3 separate regions of the Mus musculus genome follow, and regions 1 and 3 are each linked to region 2. The links are chromatin contacts, called in public HiChIP or PLAC-seq maps. All regions are on one chromosome and are shown on one strand. The core of a region is the stretch at or near the end of the contact, and the rest is flanking DNA. Distances in the headings are between cores, read along the strand shown. Region 1 overlaps Frmd5 (FERM domain containing 5). Region 2 overlaps Frmd5 (FERM domain containing 5). Region 3 overlaps Golm2 (golgi membrane protein 2).

Evidence for each region. HiChIP or PLAC-seq counts read pairs in DNA pulled down with a chosen protein or histone mark.
Region 1: an H3K27ac HiChIP or PLAC-seq map of embryonic stem cells shows a contact between it and region 2, with 2.7 times the contacts expected there. The contact joins two enhancer-like sites. A contact is called at or near these places in 1 of 15 datasets of contacts at CTCF or cohesin (the NIH/3T3 cell line), 5 of 115 datasets of contacts at active chromatin or transcription factors (embryonic stem cells and epiblast stem cells) and 2 of 9 other capture datasets (adipose tissue and pancreatic islet).
Region 3: a contact with region 2 is called in an H3K27ac HiChIP or PLAC-seq map of embryonic stem cells, with 6 read pairs. The contact joins two enhancer-like sites. A contact is called at or near these places in 1 of 115 datasets of contacts at active chromatin or transcription factors (embryonic stem cells) and 2 of 9 other capture datasets (adipose tissue and liver).

Annotation. Positions count from the first base shown.
Region 1 is chr2:121,547,511-121,552,448 of GRCm38.p6, reverse strand. It overlaps Frmd5 (FERM domain containing 5), which reads left to right. Exons shown (of 14, transcript NM_001360084.1): 14 at 3,217-4,938. The coding sequence ends at 3,794. Among named protein-coding and RNA genes, the nearest start is that of Wdr76, 43 kb to the right of the region's middle. Within about 2 kb of position 3,473, at least 13 of the 459 cell types and tissues checked have an H3K27ac peak or open chromatin away from gene starts, as enhancers often do. A contact at or near this core is called in embryonic stem cells, where this site is marked.
Region 2 is chr2:121,763,018-121,767,388 of GRCm38.p6, reverse strand. All of the region lies in intron 1 of Frmd5 (FERM domain containing 5), which reads left to right. Among named protein-coding and RNA genes, the nearest start is that of Frmd5, 42 kb to the left of the region's middle. Within about 2 kb of position 2,343, at least 10 of the 459 cell types and tissues checked have an H3K27ac peak or open chromatin away from gene starts, as enhancers often do. A contact at or near this core is called in embryonic stem cells, where this site is marked.
Region 3 is chr2:121,892,280-121,896,969 of GRCm38.p6, reverse strand. All of the region lies in intron 1 of Golm2 (golgi membrane protein 2), which reads right to left. Among named protein-coding and RNA genes, the nearest start is that of Golm2, 28 kb to the right of the region's middle. Within about 2 kb of position 1,514, at least 10 of the 459 cell types and tissues checked have an H3K27ac peak or open chromatin away from gene starts, as enhancers often do. A contact at or near this core is called in embryonic stem cells, where this site is marked.

The sequences.
Region 1 (4,938 bases), core at 2,224-4,723, 220 kb after region 2:
ATGCACATGCATTGCTTTTGGTGAGGGTGAGGGTGAGGGTGAGGGTGAGGGTGAGGTGGCAAAGCTTCACGCTGTAGCACAGGCAGCCCTCCCACCTCAGCCTCCCAAATCCTGAGATTGAGTGTGAGGTACAGCACTTTAAAGAGAAGCCCTGCTAGGCAGTAATGGCGCACGCCTTTAATCCCAGCACTTGGGAGGCAGAGGCAGGAGGATTTCTGAGTTCAAGGCCAGCCTGGTCTACAGAGTGAGTTCCAGGACAGCCAGGGCTACAGAGAAACCCTGTCTTGAAAAAAACCAAAAAAAAAAAAAAAAAAAAGAAGAAGAAGAAGAAGAAGAAGAAGAAGAAGCCCTCCCGCCTGGCCTTTTGCAACTGTGGTGAAGTGCTGCTAACGAGCACAGCCGACTGTAGGGAGGAGCCATGAGGGATGGAACCAGGGCCTTCAAAAGGCACAAACGAAACCCCAAAGAACACGCTTTTGGCTGTGAAGTCAGCTCATTTGAAGGCACATCACAGAAGCCTTCTGACTTTTCTAGAAAAGCTTCATTTGCTTTCTAAAAATGGGGGAGGGGGGAATACAAAAACAACAACAACACAGCATTACAGTTTGAATGAAGCACAAAATCCCCACAAACAGGGACACTTTTAAAACAGTCTTGGAGGCCCAGAGGACACTGGGGAATGTCAGTTTCCTTTACCCACTGTGTCTGGACAGAATGTGGAGCTCAGCCAAGTGGGTTGTAGGACAGTCGGACATGGACAGACACAGCTCACTCCCAGCCCTGGAGCCACTTCTTCCTCAGTTCCTGTGTGACTTCAGTGCACATGGCCTAGATAAAGCCTGCCTGTGGCTTCAGAGCCTATTTTCTGGGACAGTTGTAGTTGGTCCACGGCCTTTCCCCTTCCCTCTGAGAGCCGGGGCCACGCGGGGCCTCGGGGAATGAGCTGCAGGCTGGCAAGCATTGCTTTTTATGGATGTAAGCACTTCTGGCCTATTCCAGTCCCCTGATAAGGATAGCCTCTGCTCTCCACGCTTCTCCCTCCTTCCAGCTCAGCCTGACATAAGGCTCTGGAGAGTCAGCACTCTGTCCAGGTGGAGGGCACTGCTGCCACGGCCTGGGGGGTGGAGATTCTTTGTACCTAGCTGGCTATTTCCTCTCCGTACCTCCTGGGCCTGGCTGGTGTCCCTTGAAGAAGGAACTGCCGTCCTGGCCTGCCATGGGAAAGAGTCTAATTAAGATTCAGACCAGAGTCCGTGTCCAGCTCCGGCTGACTAACCACTGCCTTCGGACCCTAAGCGTCCGCATCCTGAGGATGGGACCCCGGCTTCAGTGTAGGGTCCTAACAACTGTCCCCCCTGGCCCACTGGGAGCCACTTCTGGACAGAGGCATCAGCTAGATCACCTCAAAGGTAAATACACCTGTGCCACTTTGCCCCAGCGCCCGGAGACTAATGGGTCTGAGGAGGGGCAGGGTGAATGGTGGTTCCTATAGCAGATGAATCTTCTGAAATATGAAAACTTGTAGAAAATGGACATATCTGGACACCATTAAGGGAGGTAACTCAGACTCAAGACAAATACTACGTGTTTTCTCCCATGCAGATACTACCTTTTAATCTTGACATATGTGAGAGTGGTCCTAAAACCAGAAAGGAGACCATGGGGTGATGAGGGGTTAGGAATGTCGCTCAGTTGGGAGAATGCTTGGGTAACATGCACGAGGCTCTGAGTTTGATAAAGCTTGGTTGCATACATCTGTATTCCCAGCGTTTGGTGATGGCAGGGGGATTGGAGTTCAGTGTCATCTTTGACTACTCAGTGAGTTAAAGCCAAAGCAGGACTCAAGAGATGGCGCCTTTGAAAAACAAATGAGCCATTTTGAGAAAAGAGAATACAGTGTGCTATGAAATTGCACAAAAGGGTGCTGGGGTGGGACAGTTCAGGGAGCAGGGGAGCAGGGTGGGGGAAGGGCAACAAAAAGGGGTACTGGGGTGGGGCAGTTCAGGGGAGCAGGGTGGGGGAGGGGCAGCAAGAGATTGTTCAGAATTGCCATAATGGAACCTAATCTTCTAAATGATAACTTACAAAAAAAACCCCAAAAGCCATGTATTTGATTTAAAATACAAGACAAACCGTTTAAAGTGGGATGTTACTCCATAATCAATACTAAAGGTTTATGGTGATATTTCTGGATAATTTAAGGATACATAACATTTTGAATGAGATACATTTCATATACAACAAGAGATAAAAATGGATCCATAAAAAGGTTTTGAGATGGAGGGAGGGAGGGAAAAGGGAGAGGGTGGAGAAATGGGGAGGGGTGCTGGCTACATTTTCTTGTTCAGGACTGGCCTGATATTGAATGACCTTAAAGCAGTCTTCTGTTGAGAGGACAGAACATTAACATGCTTGGTGAACAACTGTGGTGGTCAGGCATTCTACTAGAAATGCCTGTCTGCCCATCCTCCTGTCTGCTGAGCTCACGGACAGCTTAGTAGGTGCCATAGCTTCTGACTCGATGTCCTGATGTCAGCCTCACTCTCCTTCCTCAGCCAGCTTAGGGATTAATCACAAGCCAAGATATTTTGTACTGAAGTGGCTGCTGGCACCAAAGCTGGTCATACTTGGGAGATCTGGCTGTCATAGATGTCCATGTGAGGGGACAGGCCTTTTAGAGGGTGTCATGTGCCAGGATCAGGCCACAGACAGGGCTTAAAGAGTTCTGTTTCATCAGTGACGCAGAAAGTATTTCTGTCATGCGTGCCAGCGGCCGCATCAGGAAATACAGAGAAGCCAAAGCATCCAGAGTTCTGGGGCAACGGCTCTTAATCCCAAGTTCCTTGGGTGCCTGAGTCCCAAGGCAGGTGCAGGCTGCAGACTTACTTATGTGCCCTGCATCCCATAGACCCCCACTGTGAGTCACAGGCTTGGATTCCATCCGCAGTTCTGCCTTGAGCCACATGACTTCTAACTATTCACCCCCTCCACTTTATGGAGTTGTTGAAAGACACAAATGAAAACTTTAAACATTTTTTTAAAATGTCCACTGGGTACTTCTTTTGCCCTGTTCTTGATGTCTGCATATGGAGTCCACAGCTACTGCTGCTGTACCGTGGAGCATAAGCAGCCACCTAAGGACCTGAGCTGACGCCACTGGATAGGAAAGAATGTTGTGACCCGGAAAGCTAATTCCTGTGCTTTTCGCCTTTCCAGGCCTTGAGTCGCTACGAGACAGTGCCCATTCCACCCCAGTGCGGTCCTCTTCCCATGGGGACACCTTCCTGCCTCACGTGAGAAGCAGCCGGGCAGACAGCAATGAACGTGTCGCTGTGATAGCGGATGAGGCCTACAGCCCCGCAGACAGTGTGCTGCCCACCCCTGTAGCCGAGCACAGCCTGGAGCTGATGCTGCTCTCCCGGCAGATCAACGGGGCCACGTGCAGCATTGAGGAGGAGAAGGAGTCGGAGGCCAGCACCCCGACTGCGACAGAGGCGGAGGCCCTGGGAGGAGAGCTGAGGGCCCTGTGTCAGGGGCACGGCGGGTCAGAGCAAGAACAGGTGAATAAGTTTGTTTTAAGTGTTCTCCGTTTGCTCCTTGTGACCATGGGACTCCTCTTTGTTTTGCTCCTCCTCCTGATCATCCTTACTGAGTCTGACCTTGACGTTGCTTTTTTCCGAGATATCCGCCAGACCCCCGAGTTTGAACAATTCCACTATCAATACTTTTGTCCCCTCAGGCGATGGTTTGCCTGCAAAATCCGCTCAGTGGTGAGCCTGCTCATTGACACCTGAGAAGGCATGACTCCTCCCAATAACTAGCCGGGTGGACCAAGGAACCCGGCTACCCATTCCCAGCAATGGGACCCATCGCGGAACCATCGGCACACACACCAAGTCCTCTCATGACTCAAAGTCCACTGAGCCTAGCAGGGTTCTTTCCCAGCAGAAGAAAGGGATATAGGCTAATGCTCTGTAAACCGGGAACATTCAGTTTCTTCAGAGGCTCTTCCGAGAAAGGCTCAGCAACTCAAATGTTTCTCATCCTTCAATATGCAGAATAATTTGGGGGTTTGAACTTTTAGTTTTTCATAGATGTGTATTATTTTGAAAGTATCCAAATAAAAGTCACTTATTTTACTAGACTGATGATTGCAGTAGTGTCACCCAGTAGATGGGACACTAGCTGAAGACTCAGACTGTTGTCCTCTGTACCCTGCAATTTTCTCACTGGTGCCAGTGGGTTCCGGGAGACCCAGCAGGGCAGGCCGGGGCTGTGGGCAGGCAGGAATGGCTTCCTCGCCAGACAGGAAGGTTTCACAAAGTAAACGGCGTAGAATGATTAAATAGAAAGTTGCTTCTTACGATAGTCTGAGTTGGATTTTCTTTCCCTTTTGTTTGTTTTTGTTTTTTCAAATCTGAGCAGAGAGTGCATCTGAAGGGACCACAGCTACAGCAGCAGCAGTGGAAGGGGTGGGGTAAGTCTGTCCCCTTAGACTAGAGCCTAGTGAACACCTGAGTTGTATTTAATGTTTTGCTTTTCTTTCTGAAGAACCTCAAGACTTTTAGTGCTTCTGGGGTGTCAAAGTGGTGCCAGAGTGTGCGGTCAGAGATGTCCCACAGCACAGTTACCAGAGACCTGTGCTGAGTCACACGAGAGCCTGCAGAGCCGCAGGGAGCTGTGCTTGTCTTGTTACAGTATGCCCCTCCCCCCAAAAAAGACTATTTCAAGCTCTATTTTAACAGCAAAATGTTATTTTCCTATCTATTCCTATTTTGTTTTCACTTTATGAATCAAAAGATGCAAGAGAGAGACAGATCTGAGGAAGGCATCGAGAAGGAGCAGCGGCCTTGGAAGGGACCAGGAAGCACTAAGCAGGACCTCTAAGCAATGCCTACAGGTGACAGAATTTGACCATGGCAGAGACCAGCACTTACT
Region 2 (4,371 bases), core at 1,094-3,593:
CCTCTGTACAGCTTGTCTGTTTGCTTATACTTCAGCTCGCCAACTCTACTCAGGATTCTTAGAGTATAGCACAGATAAACACATAGCAATACTACATGATTTGTTCATTTTTGCTTAGTTCCTCATGGAAAAGAAACAGCAAAGAGAAGCAGACAGAAATACTTGTTGCATCAGACACTAAGATGCTTTGGGACTTTCATGGTCATGTGTAGTAGCTGCTTGCTGATTTTTAGCTTTTAATTTTGTATCCCAGTTTCTCATTTGTAACTGGGAATGCTTAGGACTAGCCTAGCATGAGTAAGGCCCCGTGTTTGATCCCAGAACCTTAAAAAAATAGTAAAAAGAGCAATTACTATCTACTGTCAGGAATATATTTAATAATGTGTTCTGATCCCTCTATTGTAATAGAAGACAAAATGTTTATTTTGTCTCAGAATTAAATTCTGTCGGTAACTGAGTCATAAAGATTATTTTGTAATCAAATACTTAAAAACTGGCTTCTTATGGCAAAGTAGCCTATCCCATAAATTTTTGTGGTCGATGAGAAACTTTGTCTGTGTGCTCATCCTTGTGATATACAAAGTCCTTACAGGTAGCTTCTTTCTCCCCTCCCCTCCCCTCCCACACATACTTAACATGTATGTGTGTTTTGCCTGCATGTACGTCTGTGTTTCTGTGTGTACCTGTGGAGACCAGAGGAGAGCATCAGGTTCCCTGAGACTGGATATGTGAGCTGCCATTTGGATGATGGAAATTGAATCAGGGTTCTCTTGAAGAGCAGTAGCCAGTGAGCCATCTCTCCAGCCCTGATAGCTGATTTCTTAGTTCCAGAAACAATTCTCATTTGTACATCACTGAGAACAGATAGCAGTAAATTCCGGGGCCAGCAGGAGATGACTCAGCAGGCAGAGGCACCTGCCGCCATGTTTGATAACTTGACTTCAGTCCCTAAGGGCCCATGTGGAAAGGAACTAACTCATAATAACTTACTCCTGCAGGTTGTCCTCCATGACCTCCAAGTGTCCTGTATGTGTCACCCTCTCCCCAAATAAATGTTATAGTTTTGTTTAAAGAAGTTAAGTATCATAGGCATTATTGGCAAATCCAACAAGAAGAGCAAATAAGCCCGCTTCGTGTAGGTGGCGTACGATTTTCTATCCTCTGGTGTCAGGATTTGGGTGTAATGTGTGGAAGATCCTTTGTGGCCAGGCAGATACCTCATCATCTTTGGAGCTGAGTGTTAGAACTCCATCAGCACTTAGAACACATTGTTTACCTCCTGTTATGAACCATCTTAGGGTACCTTTTCTTAACTTGAATTAAAAAAAAAAATTCATCCCTGGAAATTAAACCTAGGGATGTGTTGTATCACTGAACCACATTCCTTTTTTCTTTTTTAAAAAAAGTATTTATTTATTTAATGCGTGTGAGTACACTATAGCTGTCTTCAGACACACCAGAAAAGGGCACCGGATCTAATTACAGATGGTTGTGAGCCACCATGTGGTTGCTGGGACTTGAACTCAGGACCTCTGGAAGAACAGTCAGTACTCTTAACCACTGAGCCATCTCCCCAGCCCTGAACCACATTCCTAGCTCTTATACTTTTATTGAGAAGCCTCACTGTTGCTCAGGCTGGTCTTGAACTTGGGGTCTCCCTGCTTTAACTCCCTGAGCTGATATCATAGGACTCTATCAATGCAACTTTAGTTTTCTTCCTTTTTTGGCACAGGGTGAGGACAGAGTACTGTGTAGTCCTGGCTGGCTTGGAACTCCCTATGTAGACCAGGCTAACCTCAAACTCATAGAGATCCACCTGCCTCTGCCTCCTGAGTGCTGAGATTAAAGGTGTGTGCTACCAACCCTGGCTTATTGAAGTAATTTGCATGACTTAGTTTTAGTCTTATATCTATTTTCCTATCAAATTTTGTCCTTTGCCCCTAAGGAGGCCATCTTTTAGATTTACAAGTTATTTTTAGAAGTGATGGATTTTGAAGAAAATTTCATTGTGAAGAGACATTTTTATAATTATATGTTCCCCCGTAGAGGCTGTAGTAATTAAGTTATAAAAGTATAGTCTTTATAATTTTGTCTCTTTGCAAAATGTGCTAATTTTTCATATGTGTACATAAAATTATTACTAAGTGGTTTGTGAGGATTTAAGGTGAGAAGTTTGAGTTCTTTTAGGTGTCTATGAGTTCACTAGAACCAAATTATGTTTTACTTCTTAGGCTTAGTAGCCATCTAGCAGATTATGCAAATGAAGTAATTAGCAACAGTAAGCCCAGAAGAGGCAGAGCAAGCACATTCCATGGACGCTTCGGAGGCCTGAAGGAAAGCCATAGACAAAACGCTGAGGTAATTAAGTCAATTGGAACCAAGGAGTCCATGGAGGAGGAAGCTTTCTGTTAGGCCTTAGGGTGTTCTGATCATTTTAAATCAATTCTTCAGACAATCCTTTGATAGAAAGCATATTGATTTGGTGACTAACCTAGTGTATTGATGACAACGTGATCATGGGAAAGGTCACCGCAGACAAGGACAATGGGCCTAACTATAGAACAACCAGTAACTGGAAGACTAAAGGCCTTCCTTACACATGGAGGAGATACAAAGCTCTCTGCAAAAGACTAAGATGTGAGAGGCTTAACCGGTGTGCAGTGGGTATGACTTAGCACTTTTGAAAATATATTTTATTTATTTATTTACTTCATGTGCAATGAGAATGGGTGGGTGTGTGCCACGGCATGCCTGTCGTTTGGGAGTCAGCTCTACCTTCCACCTTGTTGGGTCTTTCTTGATTCTGCTGCCACACTGAGTACTTCTGGGTAGCTGGTCCTCAGCTTCTGGCTGATTCTCCTGTCCTCACTTCCCATCACCCCATGGGAGTGCTGGGATTCAGGGAATCACCTCTGTATCAGCCATCTCCCTGACACCAATAAAGCTCTGTAGCAGCCCGCCTGCAAGTGCAGTGGTCATCAGGCAGACGGTGTTACCAGAAGCCTAATAACAAGGTAGAAAGTGATGTTCCTACTCCATCCTGCAGCTTCAAAATGACAAGGTGAATTCAGTGCTGGGTACAGGATGCCCTTGAGGAGGAACAAGGAGAACTGTTGAGAATCAAGAAATCGTATCAAGAAAATATGTCAAAGCGGCTACAGTGTTTTAATTCTCTTGGAAAGTTTTTCTTTCTTCTACTGCTTTTATTTTGTTATGGGGGAGAGATCCCATGTGCCTTGTGTGTAGCCAGTTATCCTGGGTCCTTTGTTTTGGACAAGTTATTCTTCCCTAACTTGCCACGCTACTCTACAACGTCAGATTTCTGCATAAGCACCAGACAGTCTGCTTTTCTGTTCCATTGGTCTGTGCTGTCCCTTAAGCTAGAACCATACCATTTAAATTATTGTATTTTATTCTTTAAAACTGTGTGAGTTTTAGAATGATATTTTCAAGTTCCATATTCACTGTCAGGTTTTTATTGTTGAGTTTATAATGATGATTTGAAGAGAACTGAATTTATTCTATCAAGTATTTCTATTTGTGATCAATAAGATACTATATTTTTGTCTGGTAGCTCTGGCACATAGTCGTTGAATGCTGTTTTGTCCTCAGTTACCCTGTAATGCTTATAGCTGTTATAATTAGTTTCTTTATAAAAGCCACTTCATTTTTCTATTAGTTGGACACAATGGCATATACTTATACCACCTGGGAGGCTAAGATGAGAGGATTTTGAGTTTAGGGTAGATAGGTTTATTTGTTTTGTGGTAGCAGCAATTGAAACCAAGACCACTGAGCTACAACCTCAGTCAACTGTAAAATTTTATTTAAGCTGGGCAGTGGTGACTCACGCCTTTAATCCCAGCACTTGGGAGGCAGAGTCAGGCAGATTTCTGAGTTTGAGGCCAGCCTGGTCTACAGAGTGAGTTCCAGGACAGCCAGGGCTATACAGAGAAACCCTGTCTCGAAAAACAAAAAAAAAACAAAAAAAAAAAAAAAAAAAAAGAAAAGAAAAAAAATTAAAATATGTGTTGTCCAAGCTGGCTTGAATCCTTTCCTCTGCCTCCTGAGTGCTCCGGTTATCCGGTTATAGGTGTGTACCACAATGCCCATCTCTCTCTTGGATTTTAAAAATAAGATTAGTGACAATATAAAAATAATAACAGCTTTGATGTTCCATTTTAGTTCTCATGCCTTGTGTTTTCAACAGCAGACATCTTTATTATGTTTTCACTGTTCCCCTTGGTCCCTTTAGCTGCATATTTACAGTGTTGGATATATGCTACTTTTATTGTTGCTCAGTTTTAGCACTACGTATTTTTATTCTCACTTAATTTTAGATCACTATTTTCCAAACACAAGGATATTTTA
Region 3 (4,690 bases), core at 265-2,764, 130 kb before region 2:
AGAAACAAAGAGCAGATGAAAGCAGGACTGTTCCAAGAGCAGGAATCTAGCAGTCTCACTGAAGTCTTGGGGGCTTTGAAGAAGGAAGTTTAAATAAGGCCAATGCATAGTTATGAAAAGGGATGAAACACTACTGGTACATAGCATAACACAGGTACTCTTCGAGAACACTACACAGGCAAGTTCGAGAAGACACTCACAAAAAGGCCAAACAATTCTGATCCCACCCACATGAAATGCACAGAAAGACAACGGCTACCATCTGGGGAGCAGAGGTTACTGAAGTCTCTAAGGATAAACCCAGTGTCTTTCACAAGTTCATGTTCTACATCTTAACAGTCCCTAGCCATAAGAGGGACTTCTTAATGTGTACAGGATTTCTTTTTGAGCAATGAAAATGTTTTAGAATTAGACAGTAACAACAGCTCTATGACACTATAAATTTACTTTTTTGTTTGTTTGGTTTTTTGTTTTTGTTTTTTTGAGACACGATTTCTCTGTGTAGCCCTGGCTATCCTGGAACTCACTCTGTAGACCAGGCTGGCCTTGAACTCAGAAATCTGCCTGCCTCTGCCTCCCAAGTGTTGGGATAAATTTACTTTTAAAAAAACCCAATGAATTATATACTTTAGAAGAGTTAATTTTATATCAATTACATCTACATTTTTTACACCATTTTCAATGCACAAAGAAAAGGACCATACGAATGCTGAGTGTGCTCTGGACAGCACACAGACAAATACAGACAGAACAATAAACAAACACTGTGTGCTTGAGGACCTCATTAGTCAAAAGAGACACTGAAGAAAACAGGCAATTATAGAATGGCAAGACAAATGATAAGAGTTTTATACAGGCAAACACAGTAGAAACAGCCTAGAAATCCAGCCTCAGGAGAGAACAGGAGGCTTCTGGAGACGACAGTAATGTCTGACTAACTCCTACAGAAGAGTGACTCTCACCCATGTGGAAGGAGGGTAGATAAAGAGGAAAGAAGACATTTAACGATGCACCAAATCTTGGAAGTAAAAAAAAAAAAAGAAAGAAAGAAAGAAAGAAAATTCACTCAACATTCTAGCATCTGCCAAAAGTCCCAAGGAGCTGGAAAATGCCGCAGAGCCTTTTTGGTCCCTGTCTGCGTAGAACGGGTTTCTAGTTGCAGGTGGGCAAGGAGTTGGCAAATGACAAACAGAAGCGACAGGAGAGATTGTGTAGAATCTGAATGTAATTTTTCAAGTCGAGCATCAACTTTTTATACAGAAGAGCAACAAGAAACCAGGCGAGATACATCCGAGAGTTACAGTGACACAATAGAAAAGGAATGTATACATCAAAAGAAGGTGGGGACGAGGCCACTGACACTAAGAAGGGAGCCAGGTGTAAAGCTAGTCTATTGTTAAGCCCACCACCAGGGGTCCTTAGTAAATGCCTGATTATGCTGTTTCTTTGGGCCTAGGGAAGAAACCTGTCTCAGGGGGATTCTCTAATTCTTTCATGGTAAACCCACCTATATGCCAGGCCATTGTAAATTCCCTTGTCTGAGTAAGACTGCCTATGTCCCAAGTAAACACTCTGCAGACCAGCCCTAAGCTATTCTGGCTCCGCTCTTTGTAATGCCTAATTAGTTTCACAGTCTGTACTAGAAGTAAATTTGAATGTTGAATAGATAACCTTCTTACTGAATTACAAGTTTGTGGGCTTCAAGGATTTTCTAGGATGTTGGAACACTGGCGAAGGCTTAGCTATGTCACAATTCAATCTTTAAAGGCACTTATAATAAAACAATACTGAAAGAGAGCACTTGGATCCATACACCAGACTAATGCGGGGATAGGGTTATGAGAATGCCTGGTTCCAGGAGGTTGAGTTTCCTTGAAACTCCCTGCCTCGTGAGTGCTTCCAGGCCTCTCGGCCTGCCAAGCAGACTTCACTGGAGTGTGAGTAGCAGGAAAATAATGAATTAAGGGGAAATAGTAAGATATATCTCTTTAAAAACAATCAAGGTAGCGGGTGTGGTGGCGCACGCCTTTAATCCTAGCACTCGGGAGGCAGAGGCAGGCAGATTTCTGAGTTCAAGGCCAGCCTGGTCTACAAAGTGAGTTCCAGGACAGCCAGGGCTACACAGAGAAACCCTGTCTCAAACCGCCCCCACCAAAAAAAAAAAAAAAAAAAACAACAAAAAACCAATCAAGGTCTATAGCACAAGGGTCTTACCAAAGATGACAGGCATTTTCATGGATTCTTTACAAGGCTTGCAAACAAGATTATGATATCCAATTTGCAATTTTGAAGTAAATTTGGCTACAGTATGATGGGCAGACCAGAAAGGACAAAATTATACAAAATGAAATCAGATCATTTTATATGTGAGAAAAAAATCTCTCTCAACCAGGCCTGTTTGTACAGGGATGACAAGCTGAGGATTACTGGTTACACTTTATTGGTTGGAGGAAATTTTCCAAGGAATAATATATCATAAAACTCAACTTCCAATGTCTCTAAATAGTTTTGTGGGAAATGAGCTATAATGCCTGTGTTTATGCTTGTGTGATAGCTATGGCCATAGTGACAGAAATTATATGGCCTCAAGAACTTGCTCTCTGGCCTTCTATAAAAAAGGTCCGATTACTCCTAAACTATCAGAATAAGAATAGAAAGGCAGCTCCTTGTGATAGATAAGAGGTTGAAGGTGTTTGCCACCAAGTCTGATCCCTAGAACCCACAAGGTAGGAGAGAAATGACTCCAAAGGTTGTCTTCTGACCTCTATATAAGTATAGTGACACGAGCATGTTCCCCATTCCCAATAAATAAATATAAATGAGATACACACACAAATGGTATGGGCAGGGAGAGGGCAAAAAGGCACACAGACAAGCTGGCCAAGCAATAATCTGCGGTGTAGTAAGATATGAAAAGCTAACTGAAAATCACTGGAGCTAGAGTTACAGGCAGTCATCAGCAACTCAACATGAGTGCTGGGAATTGAACTCCGGTCCTATAATAGAGAACAAGGTGCACTTAACCACTGAGCCCTCTGCTCAGCCCCTGGTTTTGGTTCTTACTACTGATTAATTATAAATTAATTAGTAAATAATTTAGGTTCATCACATTTCCACACTCACTGTTAAATAGGCAATGCTCTAGAAAGTTCTAAAATTACTTAGCTTTTCTTCAAAATATTTTCTAGACAGGATATAGCACAAAACCTCAAAAGTATTATTTACCACTTATCTCACAAAGGGATTCTCATTCTCTGGGTTCTGTGTCACCTCTCTCTCTCCTTACTTACCAGCTTTTGCAGTGATCTTCTTGTTTTTTTCTGGCACTGGGAATTAAATCCAGGGCCACAAATCAGGGAAGTGTTCTACCACTAAACTATAGCTATATCCCTGGTCCTACTTTCAGGCCTTTTACTTAAAATAGGCAAGATATTGTTACTTAAAAGTATACAAGAAAGATAATGTACATGTTTCTTTGCAAGTGAGTGGTGTTGAAGGGTGGCCAGACAGTTAACAGTCACCAACAGCACACCTCTTGCCCAATCACATCTACAATCAGATACTGTGGTGGTTTGAATAAGAATGACCCAAATAGTTGAATGTGTAGTCACCAGGGAGTAGAACTGCTTGAAAGAATTTAAAGGATTAGAAGGATTAGGAGGTGTAGCCCTATGGGAGGAAGTGTGTCACTGGGGGTGGGCTTTGAGGTTTCAAAAATCCATGCCAAGCCCAGAAGTTTCTCTTTCTACCTACAGATTATGATGTAGCTCTCTGCTACTGCTCCAGCACCTGCCTGCATGCTGCCATGCTCCCTGACATGATGATGATGAAGAACTAAACCTCTGAAATTATAAGCAAGTCCTAATTAGATGCTTCGTAACAGTTGCCTTAGTCATGGTATCTCTTCCCAGTAACAGAACAGTAACTAAGAGAGTCACCAATCCAGATTTCAAAAATCTAAAATGGTGGCTGGGAATATTGGCCTTCAGTTATATACTCCTAGCTACTGGACAGACAATAGAAAGACTGCTTGAGCTCAGGAGCACAAGGCCAATGTGAAAAATATAGTAAGACACTATGAAGTAAGGAAGAAGGAAAGAAGGAAGGGAAGGGAAGGGAAGGGAAGGGAAGGGAAGGGAAGGGAAGGGAAGGGAAGGGAAGGGAAGGGAAGGGAAGGGAAGGGAAGGGAAGGGAAGGGAAGGGAAGGGAAGGGAAGGGAAGGGAAGGGAAGGGAAGGGAAGGGAAGGGAAGGGAGGGGAGAAAGAAAGGAAGAAAGAAAGAAACTTTTACAGTGTTGGAAACAACTTGCCTGGGCTCAGATTCTACTAGTAATATCCTCATAAGCAGTTCTTAAAAACAAAACTTTCTTGAAAAGTTATCTAGTCTGTTTCCAATGCTAATGCTACTTCAGAATTTTTTTTTAAACTCTCAATGTTTATCAGAATCAAGAATTCTGAGTATAAGAATTATGTCTCAGCTAGTGGACTGTGACATAAAAGAAATTACATCTTTATTCTTATCCCCAAGTGTTCAACATCTGGCACTTGTAGAACACCGAATGTATGCTTGCTGAGACTCTCTAGATTTGTATGCCCCATGCTCTTTGTACTTTGTACTCTTCCCTACTTGAATTATCTTCATTCATGCTTGAATATTTTTAATTAGCTTTCCAGATTTTTTTTTCAGGGGG